Linked DNA regions of Sus scrofa: region 2 is linked to region 1. Evidence: chromatin contacts called from public HiChIP or PLAC-seq data. All regions are on one chromosome and are shown on one strand. The core of a region is the stretch at or near the end of the contact, and the rest is flanking DNA. Distances in the headings are between cores, read along the strand shown. Region 1 overlaps BFSP2 (phakinin). Region 2 holds the start of CDV3 (protein CDV3 homolog).

The links. HiChIP or PLAC-seq counts read pairs in DNA pulled down with a chosen protein or histone mark.
Region 2: an H3K27ac HiChIP or PLAC-seq map of alveolar macrophages shows a contact between it and region 1. The contact joins the promoter of CDV3 here to the enhancer-like site in region 1. A contact is called at or near these places in 2 of 47 Hi-C or Micro-C datasets (brain and fetal heart ventricle) and 1 of 2 datasets of contacts at active chromatin or transcription factors (alveolar macrophages).

What each region holds. Positions count from the first base shown.
Region 1 is chr13:74,628,499-74,631,079 of Sscrofa11.1, forward strand. BFSP2 (phakinin) reads left to right here. Exons shown (of 7, transcript XM_005669841.3): 5 at 1,211-1,342. Among named protein-coding and RNA genes, the nearest start is that of BFSP2, 72 kb to the left of the region's middle. Within about 2 kb of position 1,288, at least 20 of the 83 cell types and tissues checked have an H3K27ac peak or open chromatin away from gene starts, as enhancers often do. A contact at or near this core is called in alveolar macrophages and brain, where this site is marked.
Region 2 is chr13:74,704,077-74,706,657 of Sscrofa11.1, forward strand. CDV3 (protein CDV3 homolog) reads left to right here and starts at 1,275. Exons shown (of 8, transcript XM_021069464.1): 1 at 1,275-1,796; 2 at 1,799-1,845; 3 at 1,847-1,993. The coding sequence starts at 1,742.

The sequences.
Region 1 (2,581 bases), core at 38-2,537:
GGCCTTTGATGTACATCTTTGTTGGGTTCTTTATAGCCCTCAAACAGCAAGAACTGGCAGAACTAGTATTGAGATATAAGCCTTTTGACGTGGAACTTCTTAGCCAGTCAATGAGGTTGGACTGCTTTTGCATAATTCTGTAAATACGTATTCATACGTGGTAAAGATGGCAAATTCAGAAAGCCAGTGACCTGGGAGAAAAGGCAGTTGATTTTCTCCTATATTACTGGCTTGGAGACATTTCATCAGATGGTGCTGAGGGTTAATGAGGGTGAGCTCTTGTGTTTTCCCTTTTCCCAGCAAAGAGGAGGAAAAGTGACCTGCTCCCGGAATGTATGGGAAGAATCAGAAAATGCCCATCTTGCTCTGGGGAGAAGTTTCAAAACACAGACCTTCCCCCTGTATTCACAATTGTGGCCAGACAGGTTTTTACAGGGAAACCGGGGACTATCAGATCAAGTTGGTTCATTCCTTGTTTGAAAAAGGTGTGGGGCAATTGGAGTGCTAGAGGGGGTTACAAATTCTCTTAAGGGCAATTCAGCCCGATTTTTATCACAATCATAGATGCCTGCGATTTGACTCAACAGTTCCACTACAGGAATTTACCCCTCAGAGATCCTGCCATGTATGGAAAGTGAGGATTGCACTATGGCTCATAACAGGCCAAGACTGGAAACAAGCTAAATGTCCATCAGTGGGGACCTGCCAAGTAATTACAGTACTTCCAGGCAAGGCAACGCTATGCAGCCCTTGCAAAGAATGTAATTCATCTCTGTATACTGATACAGAATAATTGCTAAGATATGTTAAGTACCAAAGCAAGGGAGGATGAGCATACAGATTTATTTTTAAATGTATGAAATATTTCTGGAAGGAGGTATAAGAAACTAGAAACAGGAGAACAGAATAATTAGGGCACAGGAAGAAAAGGAGACTTTCTCCTATATATCCTTTAGAAACTCTTTGGAATTTTATTCTATTTGGTTTCATTATATGTTCAAAACTAAGTAAATATTGGAATACAAGGCACTCCATAGGTGTGGTATCCCAAAGCATTTCTATAGGTGTGGGCACCTATAGAAAAAGTGATTTTTAAGACAAACGGCTCTTTCCTCTGTGTTAGAGGCAGCAGAGTGGTAACTGGAGAGGGTGCGAGGGAAGGCCGGGTCGGGGCCCTGGCTCCCTCCTGCTCACCGCTGACTTTCCACAGCAACAGGCGGAGGTGGCCCGCAGGGCCCAGACCCAGGAAGAGAAGCTGGCCGCTGCTCTCAGGGTGGAGTTGCACAACACTTCCTGCCAAGTCCAGAGCCTACAGGCTGAGACGGAATCCCTCCGGGCCCTGGTAAGTGGGCCAGGAAGAGCCCTGGCCTTTCCTGAGCCAAATTTAACTCTCGACTGTCTAATTGTACTCATACGGGAACATAGGAGTTTGAGGCCTGCAAAGGATCGTCCGATACCAAATGGCAAGTGTAGTAAACACAGTTAGTGTCCCATCGAAATACCCTCCACCAGGGTGCTGCCCTGAAACCTGGCCCCTGACCGCCATAGAGGCCCAGGGAACTGCCCTCAGCAGAAGACACCTGGCCTAGGCCCATAGGCCCGCCCCCAGACTCAGCCATCAGCCAGTGGCTGACTGACAGGGTTTAAGAGCCCAGCCCACTTGCTCCAAAGTGGATTCCTCTGTGGAGAAATCCTCCTGCTCAGGAGCTCTCCACTGGGTCAGGCTGTAGCCGGATTCCAGCCGAAACCACCTCCTGGCTTAACACTTTGCATTGCTCTCCCTAGCTCCCCATTTTTCTGAAAGGAAACACTTCATTACTGACATGTGCCAGGATCCCTGTGTCAGGCTCTGCTTCTGGGGAATCCAAGCAAAACTAGTAAGCGAGTTAGCTCTTCAGACTCATTGTGGTGTGTGAACAGATTTCTTGCATTATGAATTAGTATTGTTGGTTAAAATAATTATTAATAATACAGCAATCTACCCTCGGATCTCTGGGATGGACTGAAGTTGCATCCCAGGGGGTCAAGCACAGCTCCTCCTGGATGCCCCCTCCTGGGGGCCCTGTGTACTGATTCAATCCCCATGTGTACTGAACACACCCAAGTGCACGAGGAATGGTTCATGCAATCCCTGCGCAGCTGAGATAGTCTGGACTTCACCGAGGTCCAAGAAGCCCCTCTTCCCCATCAGCCTTAAGCTGTTGGCTGTTCGAGTACCCTTTCTTCCACACACCCCATGCACCCTCATCTCAGTATTGCCATCTACATCAGCTCTATCACCAAACCATCAGCCCTGCCCCCCAGCCCCCACTGGAGCCACAGCCTGTCACCAAGTTAGCTCATTCTAGTTGGTTCCCCGCAGAAACTACTTTTCCTGCTGCCAAAAATCACCCCATCACCCCAGTTCCCTTCCTTCAACTGTCTTCAGTTCACTTAGTCCCTTGTCCTCGGCCAACAAGGCCACAGCACACCCAGCCAGCTCAGAGGAGATGCTCAGTCTTTGCCACAACACGACACACATCTCGTGGCTCCACTTCTCTCCCGGTCATCCTCTGACAGGACCTGGGTCAGTGCAAGGGGG
Region 2 (2,581 bases), core at 25-2,524, 76 kb after region 1:
GGCAGTTTATATCTGGGGAATAATATGTAAGCTTGCTGTTGGCCAAGGCCAGGTCTTTGATTTGCTTCTTTGACATATTCTGGACTTAGTGCTTTAATAGTAGTGTTGGGGGGGGGGGGAGTGACAAATTTTAACAGAAAAGCTATAAAGGAAAAGATCAAGAAGTAGTTCCATTTACTGGCTGTGCTCTATCTACCCCACAAGGCTACTAACATACGTCTGAGTCATTTCCTCAGTGGTTGTGACAGTTCTCTACTCTGTCTTTAGAAGGAGGAAGTGGAACGTTTAATAACCTTACATTAGACCCTTTTTTCATATGCGAGGATTCATTTCATTCTCAAGGCCCAGAAAGTATTTAAATGGTACAGCTAGGTATAGCATGAGCACATTTGGTCCCCATCTCTATGTTCCATTTCCCTCCTCTTATCAGGGATAAAAGCTAATGATAGATTACAGTCATCATCTAGACTCAAGCCAGGGCAGGAGGTACTATTTAAATGTATTAAAAAAAATCATTTATTACATCCATTGTGTTTTAAGCACTACACTGGGCAGCTAACAGTTACTCTTTCCCCACATATCTTGCAGGAGCTAACTTCTCTGTTTTACAGATCTAGAACTCAAAGCTCAGATTTATTTAGCTTGATCTTAGTAGCCATATCCAGGAGAGGGTGGAGTTCAGATAAAATCAATTCTCTTTTATCTACCTACCGGCTTACCAAGATCATTTAGGAAATGAGAACTAAACTTCAAGCTCGGGCTCCTCACTTTCGTAATAATCATCGTGTATGATGAAGATGAGTAGTTGCCAGACCAGAAAGGGTGAAAGTACAGAGAGCAGCAGAACGGATGGTACCGTTTTTAACATAGCTAGCTTAACACAGTGCTTTTCCGTTTCGATAACGTTCAAAAGACTACAAGGCCATAGTTAGCACTGGACGAGCAGACACACGTGTACTCTACGCATGCGCCCTGACGGACCTACCCGCCCCTTCAACCCGACCTGTTTAGCCAAGTCACCAATGAGCCCTCCAAAAGCCCGCCCTCAAGGCTAAACCCTTGGCCAATCGAGAGACAAGGGTCATCATGACGACACTTATTTAGCATAAACCCTCTCCCCGCCCCCAAGCCACGGCCCCGCCCCATCTGAAACAGGGATTGTCTCCTAAGCGCTTCATCCTGGCATCTGATTGGCTACCTTGCCAGCCCCACCTCCGTCTCCTCCCACCGCCCTCCCCTCTACGCTCTCACAGTAGCGGGCGGAGCTAAGTACGCAGGCGCGGGCGCTGCCTCTCTCTTCTGGTGGCCCGCCCTCCCTCCTCCCCTTCCCACCCCTCCCCACCCCCTTTCCCCTCCTCTCCGGGCCTGCGTGCGCGCGTCGTCCTCCTGCACGCGCCGCCGCTAGCCAAGCACTCTCGCCAGAGCCTCCGGCCCGCGCGTTCCTTTCCCTCTCCGTCTGCGGAGCGGGCGGGATCCTACGCCTCGGTGTTGGTAGCAGCCGCAGCCGGACGGGCTCGGGCGGCCTCAGCGGCACGCGAGCCTTTAGGCGGGCCGTACCATCGTTCGCCAGCACACAGGGGAAGCCATCTGCCCCACCTCACACGCCTTGGCGACCCCACGGGGCTGAGGCGTCGCCGCGCCCGGGAGCGTGAGCGCCGAGCCGGCCTCGACCCCGAGATCGGAGCCCCGCGGGCCGCGCCCGCCACCGGCCCCACCCATCCGGGCCGAGGAGGCAGCGGCCATGGCTGAGACAGAAGAACGGAGCTTGGACAACTTCTTCGCCAAGAGGGACAAGAAGAAAAGAAAGAGCGGAGCAACCGGGCGGCAAGCGCCGCGGGCGTCGCCGCGGGAGCAGCGGCGCGGCGGGAGCCGCCGCGGGAGCAGCGGAGCCGCGAGCGCGGCGGGCGGTGGGGCAGGCGCGGGGGCCCGGCCGGGCGACGGCGGGACCACCGCGGCCGCGGGCCCCGGGCCCGCAACCAAGGCTTTGACAAAGGTGAGGGGCCAGGGAGGCCGGGAGTCGGGGCCCGGGCCGCGCGCTTGCGCCCATGTGCCCGCCCCCGCCTGCCGGCCTGCCTGGGGGAGCGTCGGGGAGGGGCCACCGGGGCCGGCAGGCCGGCAGGCCGGCTGGCCGTCGGGCTCAGGAAGCTGCCGCGTGACGCGGGCTTCCCACTGCCGGCGGTCTCGCGCTCCCCGCGGGACCCCCGCCACCCTGCTCCTGACCTGGGTCGCCTGGCTCAGGCCAGGACGCAGTCAGGCGGTGGCACCCTCCCGGGGAATCGACCCGGGTCGGAAGTGCATCTATCGAGTGACGTAGACTCTCAGTAATTTAGCCTCTGACTTCAGCCCAGGAGTCTGAGCCGAATTTTCTAAGCATCACGTTTGGGGCGGCTTGAATTGACACGACTTGGTCTGAAGCCCGTGAAAGCAAGTCTCATGGCAAGATTGAGCTAGGCGTTTAGTTGTGGGAATACTATTGACTTCATTCGGGGTTTTTTGGTGCCTTTTAAAGTGACCCAGCGGAAGTAACAAAGTTTAGTCACGTTTGTCCTCCAGCCTGGATTGAGCAAAGGCTTTGGCCAGA